3 separate regions of the Sus scrofa genome follow, and all the other regions are linked to region 2. Evidence: chromatin contacts called from public HiChIP or PLAC-seq and promoter capture Hi-C data. All regions are on one chromosome and are shown on one strand. Each heading gives the region's core, a stretch centred on a gene start, on an enhancer-like site or on the middle of the called end of the contact. The rest is flanking DNA. Distances are from core to core; before and after follow the strand shown.

Evidence for each region. Promoter capture Hi-C pulls out the DNA fragments that hold promoters and counts their contacts. HiChIP or PLAC-seq counts read pairs in DNA pulled down with a chosen protein or histone mark.
Region 1: an H3K27ac HiChIP or PLAC-seq map of skeletal muscle shows a contact between it and region 2. The contact joins two enhancer-like sites. A contact is called at or near these places in 3 of 47 Hi-C or Micro-C datasets (psoas muscle and skeletal muscle) and 1 of 2 datasets of contacts at active chromatin or transcription factors (skeletal muscle).
Region 3: a promoter capture Hi-C map of liver shows a contact between it and region 2, with 5 times the contacts expected there. The contact joins the promoter of LOC110261963 here to the enhancer-like site in region 2. A contact is called at or near these places in 3 of 5 promoter capture datasets (liver and skeletal muscle), 15 of 47 Hi-C or Micro-C datasets (brain, embryonic fibroblasts, liver and 6 more) and 2 of 2 datasets of contacts at active chromatin or transcription factors (alveolar macrophages and skeletal muscle).

The regions. Positions count from the first base shown.
Region 1 is chr8:119,346,782-119,350,333 of Sscrofa11.1, forward strand. No RefSeq gene overlaps it. Among named protein-coding and RNA genes, the nearest start is that of PPP3CA, 81 kb to the right of the region's middle. Within about 2 kb of position 1,925, at least 6 of the 83 cell types and tissues checked have an H3K27ac peak or open chromatin away from gene starts, as enhancers often do. A contact at or near this core is called in skeletal muscle, where this site is marked.
Region 2 is chr8:119,589,329-119,593,299 of Sscrofa11.1, forward strand. The region is part of intron 2 of PPP3CA (protein phosphatase 3 catalytic subunit alpha); the gene reads left to right. Among named protein-coding and RNA genes, the nearest start is that of PPP3CA, 160 kb to the left of the region's middle. Within about 2 kb of position 2,248, at least 35 of the 83 cell types and tissues checked have an H3K27ac peak or open chromatin away from gene starts, as enhancers often do. A contact at or near this core is called in brain, embryonic fibroblasts, liver and 5 more, where this site is marked.
Region 3 is chr8:119,428,025-119,431,514 of Sscrofa11.1, forward strand. It overlaps LOC110261963, which reads right to left and starts at 1,636. Exons shown (of 4, transcript XM_021100550.1): 1 at 1,419-1,636; 2 at 756-1,364; 3 at 329-469; 4 at 1-99. The coding sequence starts at 1,636. The coding sequence ends at 39. It overlaps PPP3CA (protein phosphatase 3 catalytic subunit alpha), which reads left to right and starts at 1,883. Exons shown (of 13, transcript NM_214128.1): 1 at 1,883-2,007. The coding sequence starts at 1,950.

The DNA of each region.
Region 1 (3,552 bases), core at 675-3,174, 240 kb before region 2:
ACACCCCTGTTTCTGTCATCTCCAGCTGTGTAACAAATCACCCTGAAATCTAATGGCTTAAAACACGATTTTCTCTCACAATTCTGCAAGGTGACCAGGCTCAGCTAGGTGGTTCTTCTCCTGCACCTGATATTGGCTGGGGGCTGCAGTCATTTGAGAGCTCAACTGGGCTGGAGCATCCAAGATGGCTCACTGGCAGATGATGCCAGCTGTGGGCTGGGAGCTCTCCTGGGCCTGTTGCCTGGAACACCTGCATGCATCCTTTCTCGGGGACTGGGGCTTCTCACTGCAGATTAGCTGGTGTCCGAGAGAATGCATCCTAACTGTTTGCATGCAAAGAATGAATTTGAAGCTGCTAGGGTTCTGAAGGTCAACGTTTAGAACAAGTACAATGCCACTTCTACTTCATTCTACTTAAATAGTCAGAGGGCTGGCCCAAATTCAGAAAAGAGGAAAACACACCAAAATAGAACTGCCAGATATTGGTAGTTGACTACCATCCTCGAACGTAAAATATCCCTCTCAGCATGCCCAAGAATGAAGTAAGGGACAGTGGCGAGATGGTGGTATGGGGAGTAGCTGTCAGTCTCCGTAGAGGCCAGCATCTTTTATCTAACGACCTTGAGTGAATTGGCCAGTGTTGTCACCCAGTTAGGTACTGGAGACAGTTGCCTAGTTGCTGACTGATTAAATACAAATCAGAATTTGCAACCAGAAGAATACAGATTGAAGAGGAGTCTAGGGAAATGGATGCTCAAAATGAGATGCGTTTAGGGAACCAAGTCAAGGGAACCCGGTGCGAGGTCTGACCTCACTGAGACTGGAAGCCAGCACTTCATCCAGAAAGTAGCATCCAGTCAAGAGTAAATGAACAGCCTACAGAATCAATAGAGCATTTAGCAAAATGCTTTTCTAAAGAATATTACATTGTTGACAGAACACTTTAAACTAACTAATGGAAAAAAACTAAAATCTTTTTAAAAAGCAAACTATGGATTGGAATACAGTTAATTCAGTTTATTATAATTTTTTATTTTTTTAATTTTTTATTATAGTTGATCTACAATGTTCTGTCAATTTCTGCTGTACAGCAAAGTGACCGAGTTATACATTTATATACATTATTTTTTTCACATTATCCTCCACCATATTCCATCACAAGTGATTAGATGTAGTTCCCTGCAGTTTCTTATAATTTAAATTGTCCTTCCTATTGTGCTTCTGGATAGACTCCCTCCCCTCCGACCAGATAAGCAGCCTTATTCTTTTAAAAAAACAATAATGATGAGCTATGAGTTTTCTTAAACTACCGGGAAGCAGAGTCTGTCCAACCAAAGGCAACTATGAACAACATTCAGTTACAGAAGGTAAAGGAATGGAGACTGAAAGAAGTGGAAAAAAACTTGAGCCAATTGCTTGTGTTTTTTTTTTTCCTATTTCAACTGATTAATTTACTTTTCAAATGAAAGCCAACCTAAGGAACAACAAAAATAACTCTTAACTGTTTCAAATTCACTGTTTAAATGTTCCTATATATTGCACTAATCCACTTTAAATACATTTTTTAAATTTGCTGCCTTTCACTATGTTTCTATTTTATCTGTCAGAGATTTTCTGGGGGAGCAAGTCTCCAATTTTATAACGGAAGTCAACAAGAAGATCAGCTTTCACATGTAGAGAACTGCTTTCATAGGCAATCTGCGTTTCACACAGGACAGGGTCATCTGTATTCTCTGGTGACAGTTCAGAGCTAGTAGCTGTTTTGCGGGGACCACTTTTCTGTTGTTACCTCAACATCAATTACTGGAGATTGCTTTATTTGATGGGGAGCTGAAAGAGATTGGGAAACAAATAATTTCTAATGGCTGAAACTGGAGTAGTCAGGCAAAGTTCCAGAGAGCAGCCGAGGCTGTAACTGCCCAGTTCCCACTGACATCAGTGTGAGTAATAAAACTAAATCCTCTGGAGATACTTTGAAATTTTAGCCTGCAGTATCTTTGGAAATGCTTCACAGTGAAATTTTATTTCCAACTCCACAGCCAATAGTTTTCCCAACCACCTCCTTCCCAATCTCCCAAACATGGAATAGCTTCTAACTCTGTTCATTTATGGGGATCACCTCAATTTATATCAAACAGGGCACGGGGATGGGTATGTCCAGCAGCCACTTCTGATTTACTCCTTTTCAAACAGTGTGGCAACAGCTCTTTCCCTCGCCCAGCAGACAGAGGAACGGTATACAAAGTCTTCTCCAAGTGTTCTAAGCCTGACCTGAAGAATGTGCAAAAAGGATGATTGATAAGCTTTACAGGAATGGATGTATTCGTAAGACTTGGCATACAACCCAACTCTTTTTCATGGACAAAAGGAGAAGAAACAGGAACCTTCAATGTGGTAGTTCTCTCTCCCCTCATCCCGTCTCTTTGGTTTAAGGTGTTTTTGTTGCTGCTGTTGTTGTTTTTAGGGTCACACCCACAGCACACGCAAGTTCCCAGGTTAGGGGTCAAATCGGGGTGGAAGCCACTGGCCTACGCCACAGCCACAGCCATGCGGGATCTGAGCCTCGTCTAACGATTTACCCAAAAGCTCATAGCAGCACCGGATCCTTAACCCACTAAGCAAGGCCAGGGATGGAACCTGTGTCCTCATGGATACCAGTCAGGTTCCTTACCACTGAGCCATAATGGGAACTCTCAGGTTTTAAGGTTTTTTAAGCTTTTTCATTCCTAAAAGGACTCAAACCACAGCTGCAATAAAATAAGATGTGCTACATGCTTATTTAACTTCTTAGTACCTCTGTGTGCCTCCCTCATTTAATGAGGATGTATTTAGACACTTACCCTCTCGGGTGACTGTAAGGATTAATGAATGTGAAATGCTTAGAAAAGAGTGGCAGGCACATAGTAAATATTCAGCACATGTTATATGTGTTTGCAAATCTTTCCACAGAATTTGGATTGCTAGGCTACATAGTTCAGCCCTAGTCTTCTTGTGAACTGATCATTTTACTATATCCTCCCCCCACTCCTTTTCTATACACATAAAATCATTACGTCTTATACCCAGAATTCTAAAGCAGTAGGTAAAAATAAAGGAGCTAGTGCTACCAATGACTGATAGGATAGTCATACATTATAAGAACATTTGGAAATTGACTACCTCCAGAAATGTTGATGGTGGGAGTGGTGGCGATGGTGGCTTACATTTAATGAGCCCTATGTGTTGTCCAGGCATTGTGCCCAAGCCACACAGTAGCCTTCTGATACAAGCGTTCTTGTCTCTATTTTATAGATAAGAAAACTGAGGCTCTTATGAATTGCCTCTGCTTCCTCTTTCTTGTACCTTCAGGCAAGTTTTGAAAGTGATGTCTACTTACTTGATCTTCATCCTTAACACCGCTGACTCATGAACCTAACCAAGGCCCACCTCAGCACTGAAACGAAACCTAATTATCCAAGGCCTCCTTGCTGCTGACTCAGATCAGCCCTTTCTCGCCGTATCTTACTTGATCTCACTCTGGCAAGTGATAATGTTGACCATTCCCTTCTTTTA
Region 2 (3,971 bases), core at 998-3,497:
CAACTTAACAAACATTTACCTAGTATAGATGGTATGGATGCTACACAGGTGAACAAGACCTGGTCTCTGCTCTCCCAGGGCTCAGACTATAACCAGAAAACTGAAACAGATATTTGCTGAAAGATACACACATCAAACTATTGATTAAATGAAAGGATGTGATATAGATTTTTTTTTCGAGTAAATGTAGACGTACCCAACTGGATAGAGCTAACTGAAAACTGAGAAGATTTCCAATCTTCTAAGTGGCTAGGGTTTCCCTGACGGTGTCCACACTGATAATTATATTTCATCTTTGAGGTAAAGAAACTGTTTTACAGCTTGCATCTTTCTGTTCTGAATATAGATTGAGAACTCTTTCGAAAAGTTAGGAACTCTGAACATAGAAACAGATAAGGCTTAGTCCTTGACTGGAATATTCAAGGTCTAACGGGGGAGTGAGATACATAAATAGACAATTACTCTGAAATTCATTAAGAACTGTAATGAAGCTGCCTATAAACTAGTGTGGGAACTCAAAAAAAGGAATGCATGGAAGCCAAGGAAGTCGTGACAGATGACGTGATACTGAAGCGTGTGTGATAAGTGAAATTTTACTATGTGGAAAAGGCCAGCAAAGGTTATTGGGCAGAGAAAAGAGCACATCGAAGACGCTGATATTTTTTCATAAAGTCGGAAGGCCTGGTTTTGGAGATTTGCTATATGAAGACAGGGTCTCTGAAGGGTGTGAGAGGTAGGGGTGGGGCTGAGGCTGAGCTGGGATGGTCAGGGTCAGACACTAATCTCTTGTAAGCAGCACTTAAAACATTCAGTGCTGGAGTTCCTGTTGTGGCTTAGCAGGTTATGAACCTGACTAGTATCCACGAAGATGCAGGTTCGATCCCTGGCCTCACTCAGCAGGTTAGGGATCTGGCATTGCTGTGAGCTGTGGTGTAGGCCAGCAGCTACAGCTCTGATTTGACCCCTAGCGTGGAACTTCCATATGCTGCAGGTGTGGCCCTGAAAGGCAAAAAAACAAACAAAAACCATTCAGTGACTGTTCTGTAGGCACTGGAGCAGGTCTGGAGTAGGGCAGTTAGCACAAAATCAAGTTTGTGGCTAGGATAGCGTCCTGGATGACATGAGTAGACTGAGTCGGGAAGAACTCTTCCGAGGGGTTGAGCAGGAATGTTTCATTAGCCTTCAGGGTGCCGCACGATAATTCTGGCAGGGTGGGGGCATTGGATCTGATTTTGATTACAGGACCTTTCAAAAACAAGAGTCGACAATGACCTTTAACTGTCTGATTACTTTGTACCTAATATCTATTAAAAAACTTCTTGAATGTAGTAGGATGACTTAGGCAGGGATCCAGTTTACTCCATTTCTCCTTCAAGTTCTCATATTTTCCTGTTTTCCCTGTGACTTAGCCCAGAACATCTCCCTCACTTATAAAGCAGAAGCAGAGCAGGAACTTGGGGCTTTGAGGGGAAGGATTTAGAACTCATTTTCTGCTCTCTGGGCTGAGGGGATAGGCTGGCATCAACTGCTAATCTCTCCAGTTTGTCTGTTTCCTGCAGTGGGGGATTTGTCCCTAGGGCAGCAAAGGATTCCCTCAGTGGCTGAGCTGCCATTTAGCATGTCAGGCAGTTGCCAGGAGAACCCTCTGGCTTTGTTCCTGGATGTGAGAGTGAGCCAGTGGCCAAGTTTAAGGTCATGGCAGTCCTTCTCTTGCAGCAGCTGACGTCAATTAGGAGAATTCCCCTTGCCTTTCCCTGGGGAGAACTAAGTGGGGGTAAGAATCCAGTGTCTTTTGAGAACTAAATGATCAGTGTTTTTTCTCCTCTCACTGTCATTTGTCACTATCAAAGCAACGGGGCCTTAGTTTATATGGGGATAAAATATTACTCCTGAGGCATTTTGCCCACTTGTGATTTCAGTGGCCAAATCTTTAGGGCCTGCCCTGCAGCCAGAGGCCTATTTTGGGTCCCAGCCCACTGCTGGCAAGTCAGCACATTTCAGTCCGAGCCTGTGGCAGCAGCACCTCAGTTTGATGTTTTTATTCCCCCGAACTTGGACCCTTGATTTAAAAAAACGCCCCCCCCCAAGAGGAGTATAAGAGGGTAAAAGGTCACTGCGTGAGAGGCAGAGAGTCCTTTTTCCTGATCTGTTTTCCTCCCTGGTCTTACAAATGAGAAAAGGGAGTCTCAGAGTTCAAGTCAGTGTTTCTCAAACTTGAGCATGGATCACAGTCGCCTGGAGGGCTTCCTAGAACACAGATTGCTGAGTCCCACCTCCAGAGTTTCTGGTTTAGGAGGTCTGGAGGAGGGCCTGAGAATTTGTGTATCGTGCAGGCTCCCAGATGCTGACGGGACCCTTGATCTGGGACTCCCCTGCCATCCCCCCCCCGCCCCCGCCGTGGGCACCACTGGTTTAAGTAACTGGCCTGAAGTCTCAGGGCTGCTAACCATGCTGTGAACAGACGCCCATCAGCATGACTCCTGCCGAGCCATTGCCTTATGTTACATGCACTCTCCTGCCTCTGTATTAGGTTGAAAAAGTCAGGCATTTCGGTTCCTTTGGCCAGAATTTGTTTTTGCTCATTACCGAGGAAAACATCCTAAACCTGCTGTTCAAGGTTCTCAAGAAAGAGAAGGATTAAATAAGTTATTTCGACTCTTAATTATAGTTTATTATATTTTAAAGAAAAATGTATTTCTGTTAACGCAAGAGGGCAAGACCAAACAATAGTGCTTAGTATAGTTGGGGCATAGAGTTTAGCTAACAGTTTTTCCCAGTGAAAAACCTTTGTGATGCTTTTCTTTCCAAGCTCTTTGAGAGCTGACTATGGGAAACTACTGCTGGGACAATTTGTAAAGGAAGACCAGGATCAAAAGTATCTCTAAGTGAATTGTGTGATGATGAATACGGTATTATGTTAAGTAGAGTTGAGCCTTAGGAATTCAGCATCTGTGTGTAACATACAAGTCAGTAATAAGCCATTGACGTCAGTAAACATAGAACACCATCCAGAGGAAGCCTTTGACAGTCATTACAATTACGTCATAATTACATGAAGAGGTATTTTGCTTTAAGACCCGGTGGTGCACCCGGTCCCTTTCAGTTTGCCAAGAGTCAGTGCTTTTCATGAAGAGTGTAAAAGTGTTGACGCACCATTTGTAAGGTGACGCCTGTAGGTGTTTCCATAGGAATATAAAAATCCTCAAAATGTTTATTCTGAAAATTTGAAAGTGCTCTCTTGCCTTAATAGTACACTGATGGTTTTGGAAAAGGTTGAAATACGTTATTATCAATAGTACTTTAAGAGAAGTAGTGTTTCCAATAACACTGAAAGGCTTCCAGGTAAAGGAAGAGCATTCATTCTTCTTTGCTGTCTTAAAAGAAAAACGTAAACTTCCCTTCGTCTCTAGGAAGTGCAGATCATATTCACGGCTGCAACCCACCTCATGTTCCATTTTCTCGCTGAAGTGTCCCAAACAATTTTAGACTCCATTGATTTTATTCTCTTGTGGGCCAGTAATGCTTCTGGGCTCTAATGGACATCCTGAAATACTGCTCATACATTGGTACTGGTCTATGACAAAGTTTTTGCTGGTCCAGAATAAAATTATCTTTTTCATTTTAGTGTGAATGCTTCCTTTATTCATTTGAAACTATGGTGACAATTGATAGTAAATATTTTTTGTTTTGGAGGCTTTTTTTTATGTTTTTTTTTTTTTTTTTTTTTTGTCTTTTTAGGGCCCCACCTGTAGTTTATGAAGGTTCCCAGGCTGGGGGTCGAATCAGAGCTACAACTGCGAGCCACAGCCACAGCCACAGCAGCGTGGGATCTGAGCTACATCTGTGACCTACACCACAGCTCATGGCAATGCTGGATCCTTAACTCACTGAGCAAGGCCAAGGATTAAACCTAAGCCCTTATGGATACTAGTTAGAATCATTGCCACTGAGCCTCAATGGGAACTCCGTAA
Region 3 (3,490 bases), core at 386-2,885, 160 kb before region 2:
TGCCACTATTTAGCCTCCCACGACTCCCATTCTCTCCTTCACACTCTTTCCAACGGCGGGGGCGGGTGCAGAGTGGGGCCCGCTTTGGGCTTCAGGGCCCTGCAGGTATGAGGAGCAGCAAGTGGGTATCAGGTGATCAAAGGAGAGGGGAAAGGAGATGTGGTGTCACCAATTCTAACCAGTGGCTGGGTGCTTAGTGTCAACATGGAAAAACCAACCCTCTCCGGTGTTTTTTCCAACTCCCCCGCCCCCCATTTCTCCCTGGAGACGGTTGGGCAGCCCTAGGTGACCCAAAGTTGCCTGGGGTCTCTTGGACTCCGGTCCTCACCCTCGGTGGACAGTCTGCTCCAGCGTCCTAGAGCTCCCAGCACGCTCTGCCAAGTCTTCGGGCCGCAACGCTCCAGAGCGGCCCCTCCTCGGAAGGTGTGGATGCACAAGTGGGAAACATAAATGACCACCACACGGTCCCCTACAAAAACCCAGATAGCAAAACAACCGTAAACACATCACAGGCTGAGCCCGTCTCCCCAAGGTAAGTCCTTTATTCGTCGCCGTTTTGGCGATTCTCTCTGGACAGCTGCGGCAGCGACAGCAGCTGTGCGGTGGGCCCCGGAGGTCCCCGCGATCTTCCTTCCTCCGCCCTCTCTGTCGCTTCTCACCCCCACCCCCTTCCCTCCTCTCTCCGCCTCCTCTCTTCTTGCCCTCTCGCGGGCCACGCACACACCCGGAGACACCCTCCGCACTTGGCTACTCACACACTGCGGCTCGACCCAGCCGACGAGGCACGGTTGCCAAAGCGGCCCGGGGTGTATGGGGTGTGTGTGCGGGGTGCCGGGGAGGAGGCCAAATCGGGCTGAGGGTGGCATAGTAGGGCCTCTCTCCTCCCAACCGCGACCCCTGCCCATTCTCCTTCCCTAACCCCGGCCTGCCAGCAACAGTGACACCTGAGCGGGGACTGGTTGGTGGAGGCGACAGGCCCACAGGACTGGCAACCAGGAGAAAACAGAGCAGGGGGCGGGGACGAAGAGGAGGAGCGGGAGGCGGGACCCACGAGGAGGTCGCCACTGGCGGTGAGTGACGCACACGCTAGCCAATAAGCGACCGCTGACCCAACGTCTGGGCGGGGAGCCAGGGGGCGGGCTCCGCGAGGAGGAGGAGGCTGCTGGGGCGATAGAGGCGGGGGCCGGGAGGAGGAAGGGGAGGAGGCGGGAGCGGTGGCGGCGGCGGCGGAGGAGGCGGCAGCGGTGGAGGGTAGGTTGCGCCCCGGACTGTGTCTGCCGAGCTCCACGGCTGTGCCTGTGTGAGTGGAGGAGCGGCGCTGGGAGGCAGAGGCGGGCACGGGCGAGCACGGCGGCGGGACGTCTCTGGCGGCCGCGGATCAGCGGCAGCGGTCGGTGTGGGGAAGCAGCGGCAGTAACAGCGGCAGCAGCAGCAGCGGCGTCCGCCTCTCAGCCGCCGGGGACGCTGAGGCGCGGCTGGTGGCATTGACATCGGCGGCCCTGCCTCTCTCTCTCGCCCCCGGCCCTCCCCATGTGATCGGTCTTAATCCCGGCAGTGTGCGCGCGTGGGGATCCATTCCGCTGTGCCTGATCTCCGTGCCAGGGTGGGTGCTCGTGTGTGCGCTTCCCCTCCCCATCCCCCTTCCCCCAAGAATAAAAGAAGAACCGAGAGGCGTGCTTTGAAAATAAATAAATAACCACCACACACGCGCAGCCCGGAGCAGAGTCGGAGGGGCTGGCGGCGGTGGAGGAGGAGTGAAGGCGGCGGCGGCGGAGGAGGAGGGACGCGCGGAGAAGGCAGTAACTTTAAAGCCAGCTCAGAGCCCAGACCTCCAGCCAAGCGGTTTGCAGCGCGGCGGCGGCGGCGGCGTTGAGTGTTGGCCCGCCAGTCCGGTCGGGGTGTGCAGTAGGACGGACGAGCAGCGCGTCGCTGTCCCCCGGCGGCTGGAGATGTCCGAGCCCAAGGCAATTGATCCCAAGTTGTCGACGACCGACAGGGTGGTGAAAGGTAAGCGGCGCGCCGCGGTCGCCCGGGTGCACCGGGTGCCGCAGGCACCCGGGCGGCTTCCTCCCCTCCCCCCGCCCTAGGCTCTCTCCCTGCTCCAGCCACGGACCTTCTAGGATATTGTGCAACCCTCGAACCCCCCTCTCTCGCGCGCCCTTCCCCCACGCTTCCCACCCAGCCCACTTGGGGCATTTTTATTTACGGGGGCGTCAGTTGGCAAATGGCTGAGCCAAGGGGAGGCGGTGGCGGGGGTGGCGGTGGCGGTGGCGGGAGGGGGCGCCCGGGGGGTGGTTGCTGGTAGGGTGTAGCTGCTGTGACAGAAATAGGAAGTGGGTGGCTGCTCGCAGGCTTGCGTGGGATCGGGTTTATGGTTTTCTCTTGCAGAGGGAGGGGTGATTTATGGCTTTTAAAAAATTAATATGGCATTTTTATGTGGCGGTGGCTTTCCACCGCCTGCCTCGCTCGGGCAGGATTCTCTCGGCGCTCCATTGCAGCAATTCCCTCCGCGCCCCCTCCCCCTCCCCCGAAAGGGCCTGCACAGGACTCGCGAGAGAGCGGGAGAGCGTGGGGGGAGCCCGGTGCTTCCTTCCGCGCGGGGCGGGGGCGACCGCAGGGAGGGGGCGGCCGGGGGGGGGCATGGGGGGCGCGGGGGCGGGGAACGACCGGAGAGCCCCAAGCCGCCGCCCTGGGATTCCCCCGCAGGCCCTGAGAAAGACACGAAAAGCTGTTCCCCAACCTCCCTCGCCACCCTCAGCCTTACCCCGCCGACCTGTCATTGCTCTTGAATCGTGCCCCGCTGGAGCACACCTCCCCGATGGTAACCTCACCCTGCCTGCTTCTTCCTTGCCCCTGGCACCCGCTTGTTAATGGGCTATTTGATTCCGTTCATTGGCTCTTCTCCGCCCCGGGATCACAGACTCCGGGCGGCGATGGCTCTGGGATCCCAAACAGCAGCCGGGATGCGTGGGGTGAGGAAGGGGACAGGTAGTGGTCTCTAAGCTAGCACAGGGGAATCCGCAGTCTTCGTTGTATTCTTTGGTGGACTGGGGAGGAACTGTACTATGAATCCTGGAAAGATGAGGCAGCGGAGTTGATACGCCAGGATTAAGTAGTATTCCTCATTCCTGGGGTCAGGACACTGAGCGGAGCAGGGATGGGCATGGGCTACTTGGAGCGGGCCTCTGAAATTGGAAACAGCGCTGGCTGGTGTAGAAGGAGAGAGTGAATGTGTATGCCTGTGTTGTGTGTACAACAGAGTATCTAATGTGGCCTGAGCATGCAAGTAGAGTGCAGAGCAATGAAGTCTTTTGCACCGTGAGCATTTAGGTGAAGTAACCCAGCAATCTAAAGACCATGCATGATGCCTAAGTCTTTCTGGGGCTTCAGAACTATTCATTGCTCCTTTCAGGTGTGTTCAGTTTTTATAGTGTGTGTGTGTTCTCTTGTTTTGGTTCTCTTAGAACTATTCCTGCTTCAGTGCAGTATT